Regions from separate parts of the Mus musculus genome. Here all the other regions are linked to region 2. A link is a contact called in public Micro-C and promoter capture Hi-C data. All regions are on one chromosome and are shown on one strand. The core of a region is the stretch at or near the end of the contact, and the rest is flanking DNA. Distances in the headings are between cores, read along the strand shown.

The links. A called contact is a pair of places that touch in the nucleus more often than the background predicts. Capture Hi-C pulls out chosen DNA fragments and counts their contacts.
Region 1: a contact with region 2 is called in a promoter capture Hi-C map of adipose tissue, with 3 times the contacts expected there. The contact joins the promoter of Naa35 here to the promoter of Hnrnpa0 in region 2. A contact is called at or near these places in 2 of 39 promoter capture datasets (liver and pre-B cells), 1 of 484 Hi-C or Micro-C datasets (B cells), 8 of 115 datasets of contacts at active chromatin or transcription factors (astrocytes, embryonic forebrain, embryonic stem cells and 5 more) and 2 of 9 other capture datasets (adipose tissue and liver).
Region 3: a Micro-C map of the G1E-ER4 cell line shows a contact between it and region 2, with 11 times the contacts expected there. The contact joins the promoter of Smad5 here to the promoter of Hnrnpa0 in region 2. A contact is called at or near these places in 9 of 39 promoter capture datasets (the 3T3-L1 cell line, 3T3-L1-derived adipocytes, the C10 cell line and 4 more), 4 of 484 Hi-C or Micro-C datasets (B cells and the G1E-ER4 cell line) and 4 of 115 datasets of contacts at active chromatin or transcription factors (embryonic stem cells, large pre-B cells, pancreatic cancer cells and 1 more).

The regions. Positions count from the first base shown.
Region 1 is chr13:59,584,036-59,586,880 of GRCm38.p6, forward strand. Naa35 (N(alpha)-acetyltransferase 35, NatC auxiliary subunit) reads left to right here and starts at 1,298. Exons shown (of 23, transcript NM_030153.2): 1 at 1,298-1,424; 2 at 2,118-2,246. The coding sequence starts at 2,123. A230056J06Rik (RIKEN cDNA A230056J06 gene) reads right to left here and starts at 1,188. Exons shown (of 2, transcript NR_045633.1): 1 at 1,090-1,188.
Region 2 is chr13:58,127,305-58,130,160 of GRCm38.p6, forward strand. Hnrnpa0 (heterogeneous nuclear ribonucleoprotein A0) reads right to left here and starts at 1,252. Exons shown (of 1, transcript NM_029872.1): 1 at 1-1,252. The coding sequence starts at 1,009. The coding sequence ends at 92.
Region 3 is chr13:56,701,746-56,704,541 of GRCm38.p6, forward strand. It overlaps Smad5 (SMAD family member 5), which reads left to right and starts at 1,265. Exons shown (of 7, transcript NM_008541.3): 1 at 1,265-1,386.

The DNA of each region.
Region 1 (2,845 bases), core at 48-2,547, 1.5 Mb after region 2:
GTGGGTCCTGGGAATGGAACTTAAGTTCTGTGGAAGAACAGGAAGCACTCTTAACCTATGATCCATCTCTACAGCCGCCCCCTCCATGAATCTTTATCAAATTAGTGTTTGTCACGCCCTTATACACAATATTGAACAAATCAGATGAACCCTGTTCACATTTTTCTAGGTTTCTTCTGGAGTCTCAAAAGGTCATTAAACCAGTTTGTGCGATTTCTTTACTCATTCTCCTCTTCTAAGGAGAACTAACTACATGCCTTACGTTTTTAGGGCAATTTAAACGAAAACAAAGTTCTTGTCCTCAGGAAATACACTCCATGGGGGAAACAATTTTTAAAAAATTTAAACAATCAACATGAAGTCCGAGGATACAGCCCAATGACAGATTGCTTGTGTACTCTTACTGAGTGTTAGCTCTCAACCCTGGGACAAATGCTAACGGAGATACCTATTTAACATGTATAGGCGGAACGGAACGTTCTCCTAGAATCCCAGTCTCTACCTGGTAGAAGCTATGGCTGGCATACCCGGCCCCCTTACTCCAGCACAGGGGCTGGGCTGCACTGCCCCCCAGCTGCCTTCGCAGACATTTTGGTTACCTGGTTCTTCTCTTACCCCTTCCCCTGGCCCCTTGGTCTCCCCGCTCTCCTCTCTGCTCTCCTCCCGTGAGCCGGCTCAGGGTCACATTCCCTCTGGACCCTTCTGGATGTCTGACTCTGGCTATGCTCTCCTTCATACCTACACTCAACCTTCTCCTCCACCATACTTAGAAGCAGTCGTGTCCTTTTTAAATATTTTTATTTTTTCATTAATTAAAGGACCTGGGTTCCTTTCCAAACACCACCCACATCCACACCCAATCTACTTTATGTCAGGATTATTAAGATAAAACTAAAACATCTGAGTTTGGAAGAAACGTGCTAGCAAGCTCGATGTAAATGTCTTATTTTTCTTTCCTTTACAAAGTGCTTGCGCGCTGAATGCAAGACATAATAAATAAGGTCAGTTTGCACAACCACAAAACAGCAATACGGCCGGCAGCTGGCCCCTCCCCGGAAGCCCTACCCCTCCCCTTCACCCTTGAGTCACCTTAAAGAGTTTCCCAGGAAGCACTCCAGGCTCCGCCTCTCTCTGGGTTCCGCCCACGGCCGGGTCTCGGCCGGAGGGGAGGAAAATGGTGCATGGTTTCCGGTCTCGCGATGTGCTATAATCCCGCGAGAAGAGAGGATGCGCGCCTACCCGGATGCGGCGGCCTAGGTGAGGGAGGGGGCGTGGTCGGTGCGCGGAGTCCCGAAAGTCGGGAGCCGGGAGCGCGCGCCCAGGGCGTACGCATGCGTGCACGCGGCCGGCGGGGCGGGGCTGCGAGGGGAGGGGGCGGCGGCGGCGACGGTATTGTCGGTGTCGTTATCTCCGTGGCGCGGACGGTGCGTTTTGACGCGGGTGGTCGTGGGAAAGTATCCGGGGTGGCCCAAGTGGGGCCGGTACGACCCCGAAGTCCGCCGTGGCGGATCTCAGGGAGTGGGCACCGGCGGCCGGTTCCTCGCCGCGCCTCGGGTCGGAGCCGAGGGCGCGCGCCGGGAGGCCGGGCTGTGCCCGTGTCGCCCGGGCGACGAGGGCCGCCTGCTGCCGGTTCCCCGCGTGGACCGGTCTCCGCCTCGATCTCGGTCTCAGTGGCGCTCGGCCCGCGGTGGGCCAGGGTCTCTGCGGAGGCGCCTGCAGGGCGAGGCAAGGCCCTGGTCTTGCGAAGCCCGCCAGGTGAAGGATGCTCGGTCGCTGCCGAGCTTTGAGGGTGGCTCTGATTCCCGGAGGCCGGGCTTGACAGCCGGCGTCTCCGGACTTGTAGTCTTGGGCTGGGATGCTTGAAGATCTCTGGAGGGATTGGAAGAAGTTGTGAGTCCTGGCAAGTGCGAATCAGTGCGGGAGCAGCAGCCCGGTTTATGTGAGGTCAGGTTGCTCAAAGCTAGGTGGTTGGGTTTTGTTTGTTTGTTTTTGCAGAATTCAAAGGCGTTCTGCCTGCAGAGTTTTGGAAGTCTTTCACCCAACACTTGGGGCAGTTTTGCAGCTCCTGTGCCTGCCAAAGCTATATTCCCAGCCTCACACCAATGTTCCCTTTGCAGGCATCATGGTTATGAAAGCTACTGTAGACGACGATGCTTCGGGATGGGAGCTCGGGGTCCCGGAAAAAATGGAAAAAAGTAGCACAAGCTGGGTGGACATAACCCAGGATTTTGAAGATGCTTGTCGAGGTGAGTTTTGAATTTGGGGGCTTTTTGGTTCAAAGCCTGGGGCAGGATACATGAGGTTTTCTCAACTTTGACTTAAAAAAAGAAAGAAAGAAAGAATAAGAAAAAAAAGAAAGACAACCTTGTGATTTTTTTTTTTTTTTTTTTTTTACTCAGATTTGTCGTTTTGTTTTTGAGAACGTGTCCTGTAGCCCAGGCTGACAATGTTCTTGTTGTGGAGATGACCTTGAGTTTCCTGCTCCTCTTGGATATTGAGATTACAAGCCTGGAGTATGATGTCAGGCTCAGTGTTGATAACCATACATTACTCTGCTCTTTGCTTTTTTACTTTTGGTCTAAAGCAAATGTATATCGGGTAAAACTTTAAATACGGATGTTGGCGATTTTTTTAAAGAGAGATTTTTCTTTCTGTATTTGTACATATGTGTGAGGGTGCTCACACTTGAGTGCATGTGGATGGCAGAATAAGGCGTTGGATCCCTTGGAGATGGAGTTATAGGCCTTTTCAGGAATCCTGGCTTATGCTGGGGTTTGAACTCTGGTTCTCATGATTGTGTACCAAATGCTCTTTCCGGCTCCTTGACAGTTTTCTCCTAAAGTTT
Region 2 (2,856 bases), core at 2-2,501:
CCCAGGGTGAGCGGCTTCCCCCGAGGGCACCTGGGGCGGGCGCGGAGGGCGACGATGGCCGCGCCCGCCGCCGGCATCCGGAACCCGGCTTCTAGAACGAGCCTCCGCCGTAGCCGCCGCCGTAGCCGCCTCTGTACGGTCCACTGTTGCTGCGGCCGCCCCAGCTGCCGCCGCCGCCGCCGCCTCCGCCGCTCTTCATCGGCCCGTACGAGGACTGGTGCTGGCTGTAGCTGCCGAAGCCGCCGAAGCCGTTGCCGTAGTCGCTGCCGCCGTATGAGCCGCCGCCGCCGCCACCGCCCCCGTAGGCGCCGTAGCCCCCGTAGCCGCCGTAGCTGTTGTAGCCGCCGCCGCCGCCACCGCCGCCCTTGGCCAGCCCGTTCTGGTCTCGGCCGCCGCCGCCGCCTCCGCCGCCGCGGCCCCGGCCTCCGCCGCGCCCGCCCCGGGCCGCCCGCGCACCCCCGCCGCCCGCGTGGATATCCTCCTTGGGCACCGCCTTCTTCACCTCCACGCGGTGGCCCTGGATCGGGTGGAACTTGACCACCGCGGCCTTGTCGGCCGCGTCGTGGCTCTGGAAGTAGACGAAGCCGAAGCCGCGCTTCTTGCCCGACTGCTTGTCGGCAATGATCTCCGCCTTCTCCACCGCGCCGAACTGCGAGAAGTGCTCGATCAGGTCGCCCTCCGCCACGTCGCCCTTGAGGCCGCCCACGAACAGCTTCTTCACCTTGGCGTGCGCCCCGGGCCGCGCCGAATCCTCCCGCGACACGGCGCGCTTCAGCTCCACCGTGTTGCCGTCCACCGCGTGCGGCGACGCGGCCATGGCGGCATCCGCCTCCTCCACGTTCGAGTAGGTCACGAAGCCGAAGCAGCGGGAGCGCTTCGTCTGGGGGTTCACCACCACCACGCAGTCCGTCAGCGTCCCGAAGGCCTCGAAGTGGCCGCGCAGCCCCGACTCACTCGTCTGCACATTGAGGCCGCCGATGAACAGCTTACAGAGCTGCGAGTTCTCCATGTCGGCCGCCCGGGCCCTGCCCCCGCCCTGCGCGCTCCGCCGCGTCGCCGTCGCCCGTTAGCGGTCGCCGAGGCCTCGTCCGAGCCCGGGCCCGGCCGCCGCCGCCACCGCCGGCGGGGAAGGGGCGGGAGGGGGAGGGAAGGGGCGCGCTGCCGGCCCGAGGGCGAGCCGAGGACGCTGGAACCCGACCGGGGCCGCCGCGGCCGCCACCTCCGCTCCCCTATCGGGACACCACACAAAGAGGCCGCTGAAGGCGCGCGCACCCTCCCCGCGCGGTGCGTCACAAGCGACGCCGGGACGCCGGCCAATCGCCTGGCCGCTCGCCTTGGTCCCGCCCACCGCGCCGCAGCGCCGCTCTCGGTCGCGGCCTCCCCGCCCTCCGCGGTTTCCCCACCACCCCGGTCCGGGCCTGGGGCTCCTCGGCGACCGCCGCTCCTTCCGCCTCCGCGCTCGCACTCGACGCGGGGCCGCGGGGCCGCGGGGCCCGGGAGACCGCCCGCCAGAGCCCTCCGCGCGTCTCCGTGGAGCGTTTCCTGGCGACCGCGCGGCTGTTCCCGCAGTCGTCCCTCCCTCCCTCCCCTCGCCGGATGCCCAGGCCCAGCTCCGCAGTGGCGTTCGCGCCAGCCCCTTGAGGGACGTGACCTGCCGGCCAATCAGCGGCTGCTCCTCAGACCCACTTCCGTTTTCCGCTGCCGCGGGACGGGCGCGCTCCTCTCGAGCACTGGCCCGGCGCCTCCCGTGCGGAACCCTCTGTCGCCCGCACGCTTCGTCCTCGCGGGAATTCTGGCCGTTCCCAACGGATCAGCCCGGGTGGCCCCCGCGCGGACTTTTTAAAAACTTGACTGTTGGGGGCCGGCCCGCACCCGGCGTCGGCTCCCCTAGGGGCGGCACAAAGATGGAGGGCCTCGGCCTGACCCCAAGGCGGTTATTGGCCGTTTACGGTGGGCTGGTGGCTCCATTAATCCAATGCGACTCTTGCCCCGTGCCACTCTGCCCGCCGAAGCAAGCCCATGAGAGGGAACACCACCAAAGCCCTTGAGACCGGGTAACCCAGACCAGGCCCGAGCCAGGCCTGCGGTAGCCGCTGGCGATGCTCCGCCCTGTGAACTCAGCAGCGAGCTCCTGCGGACATGTTCCTTGCGAGCCACGCAGGATTTATTCGGCCCCATCCTTACACTGCTAGCCTTGAGCCAGGCTGACCTCGAACTCCCAAGCACTAGATTATAAGCATGCCCTATGAGATTTCCTATTTTTATTGCCTTCTCACCGCCATCCCAACTGTGGTTTGGGAATTAAACCCAGGGGACTTAACTAGAGTTGGAGCAGTGTCCCCCGACACGTCCTATCCCCATTCTGTCCCGTTACTTCTCATCTCCCTCATCTGGTGCACCCCTGTGACCTGCAGCCAGCAGCTTCTACTGGGCTGCCAGCTTCGTGAATATGAACAGCCATTTTGCCAACTTTATCCATATAACTAGATTTTAAAAAAAAACTGTCAGGGACTGTGCTTAGTGTTCACGGATAAGATCTCAATTTCTACAGTGTCTTAGGGTTGTAGAAATAAGGCAAGCTGGGAAGGAACGGCCTTATTTGGTTTACATTTCCAGATCATAGTCCATCACTGGAGGAAGTCAGGACAGGAACTCAAACAGGACTGGAACCTGGAGGCAAGAGCTGATAGAGGCTGTGGAGGGGTGCTGCTTGCTAGCTTCTAGCTTCACAGGGCTTGCTTCTCCGACTGCTTTAGTATAGCACACAGGATCATAAAGGATGGCCCTCACCACCCACAATGAGCTAGGCCCTGCCCCACTGATCACCAATTGAGAAAATGCCCTCCAGCTGAATCT
Region 3 (2,796 bases), core at 15-2,514, 1.4 Mb before region 2:
AGACCTGAGATTGCACACTGATGGCCTGTAGGCTATATTGGGACCATGGGCTTGTTTTGTTTGGCTTGTACCAGGGTGAGTCTTCTCAATGTCTAAAAAAGAGAAGGGGAGGGCAGGTCAGGGAGCCCAGGAAAGAGACAAAGAGGCAGCTGATCAGATAAATGTGTGATTTCCTTTTAGTATAGAAAAAGATGCATTTCCAACTTTCTTCGAAAAGCCAGAAGATCTGCCAATAATGGGCGGACACTGCCACATTTCTTCCTGCGGATGGTTGGCTGCAGTCACAGCTGCTGCCTTCCCTTGGTGCTCTCTCTCTAGTTCCCCAGCTCTGGCCGGATTCTCACCTATCACCCTTTGACATGGCTGCTTCCATAAACGCCTCCTCACGGCATTTATTTAATCTCTTCCAAATAGAAACAAGCCGTTGGAGTCTGGAGAAACATGGAAACCGCCGCATTTGTGTGTCAAGTGAGGTGACCCTGGTTCAGGCGGAGGAGGTGGTAATAAAAGTGAGGAGAAACTGTCAGAATTAGGGATCTACAGAATTGATATTGGAGGATGGGATTGACTGGGAAAGGTTAAAAATAGTTCCAATTTACTCAAAAAGAAAACCGGTGTGTGTGTGTGGGGGGGGGGGGGATCAGTTTTAAAGACCTTTAAAAATAAACACGAAACTATTTTAAAAAGCTTTCCCTTGCTGTCCAAGCTGACCGTTTGGAGGGGAAGAGAAGCCAGACAGCCGGATTAGTACAGAGCTACCCTGTAAGACAGCTCGAGCACCTCTAAGCCTCCACTTGCTGAAGCCTGAGAGCTCAAGGCGCTCCCGGCTTCCAGATGTGGGGCGGTGTCCCGTGAACAGCTGGGACTGTGTCCTGAGAAATGGCCACTCGTCCTCAGCTCCGGGTTCAGCACTATCTCCACCTGCAGAGGATTTTCCCCCTTTGGGAGCAATATTAAGGCTACATCTAGTAAGCTGTGTGGTATCTGATGCTCAGCCAGAGGTCTCTGTCTCTTAGGGTTTCTATTACAAATCAATGAAAACGGCGAAGTTGTAGCTGAAGATACTTTTTAACGCTTTAGATTGGCTAGAAAGGTCTCCAGCTCTCCAGAGCGAGGACGACCGTTTCGCTATAAGGCGGGTGAGCTTGGCTAACCCAAGTGCCACTTCCAGGCTCGCTGCGGACAGCAGAAGCCAGGCCTCGGCCACTCCCGACGCGCATGCGCCGGCCGCCGCGGCCCTCCGCCGCCGCCCCCCCTCCCCCTCATCATCCGGGTCCCCGGCGAGCGGGCGCCGAGCGCTTGTCCCGGGGCCGAGCTGCTAATAAAGTTGCGGCGCGTGCACAGCGCGGCGACGGCGTGAGGAGAGCGCGCCTGGGCGGCGGGGAGGTGAGTGAGGGGCCCCAGGGCGGGCGCTCGGGGCCCGGCGGAGGGACAAGCGCCGGCGGCAGCGGCCCGCGTGAGGCTGGAGGCCTAGAGGCTCCCCACGCGGGACCTGACGGCACGGGACGGGGCTCCGCGCAGCGCGGGAGGCCCCGGTGCTAAGGAGGCCCCGCGCGGCCGACGAGGCCGGCGCGGACGAGGCCGCTGCCACCTCGGCGCGCCACCGACGCCCGGGCCCGCGCGCGGAGCCGCGCAGGCGGCCTAGGCCGAGCGCGCGCCCCGCCGCTTTGTGTCTGGGAGATAAGGATCCGCGCTTATCGGTGGGAATTACACTCCGGCCAGCCGGCTGGCGGCGACCCGCCCCTGCGCCCGCCCGCCCGCCCGCCCGCCCGCTCGCCCGCCCGTCACTCTCCGGACGTCGCAGAGGCTCCCTCGCTGCGCTAAACTTTGTGTGAGGAAGCGAAGCAGCTTTTGTCTCTGCCCCGGTCCCGGTGGTTCCCTTGGGCATGCGTGCCCAAGTTCAGACTCCATCCCCTCCCCCTGCCCTTTCTCCTCTGCGCTTCTGGCTGCGCCGAGCCGGGAACCCTAAGCTCTGGGAACTTCCCCGGTGGCGGCCGTCTTAGGGTCAGAGCATGCTCAGTGGCCCGGACTTTTCGGTTGCAGAAGGAGCTGGCGGGGATGGTCGAGGTATTTGGAGGTGTGCCAGCGATCCGAAGCGTGTCTCTGTGTGTGTGTGTGTGTGTGTGTGTGTGTGTGTCCGGTTTGTGATGGCCCCGGCGAAAGGAGTCCCGGCCAACCTGGAAGGCAGGAACGGCCGAACACTGTAGGCTAGATCTTTATCTTGATCGTAAAAGACAGTGTTTCCTGAGCAGCTGGAGGGGGGTGGGGGGTGGGTATTTCTGGCTGCTGCTGCGTTTAGATGGGTGTGGTGCTAAGTATATCTTGTTTATCTTTCTGTGGAAAAAGTTTTGAAGTCTGGTGGAGTTGATCACATCATGCCTGTTGCCTAGCACTATCAAGTGTATGCCTACCTAGCAACGGACACTGGGCGATCAATGGAATTTGTTGGTTGCTTTGACAGAGGCTAAGCGAAAGGGTACATGTGATTTCTTTTCTTTCTGACAGGGTTTTGCTAGGCAGACCTTGAACTCTGGCCAATCCTCCTGCCTCAGCTTCCAAGTGCTGGGATTACAGGGGTGAGCCATCACCAACTCTGGCTGTGTGTTTCTTTTTTAAACAAAGAGTGCTTGGATTTTCTTAGTGTATGGGAGTTACCGTTAAAGTTGAAAACCCAGTAGGTTTAGAAACGCTTAGAGTAGTAGTTGAGGGTTTCTGCTAGATGCCAGCCCATAATGCCTGTTGTATGGAAACAGTTCCTCCATGGAGCAGGACGGTTTCACACTCAACTGCTCTATC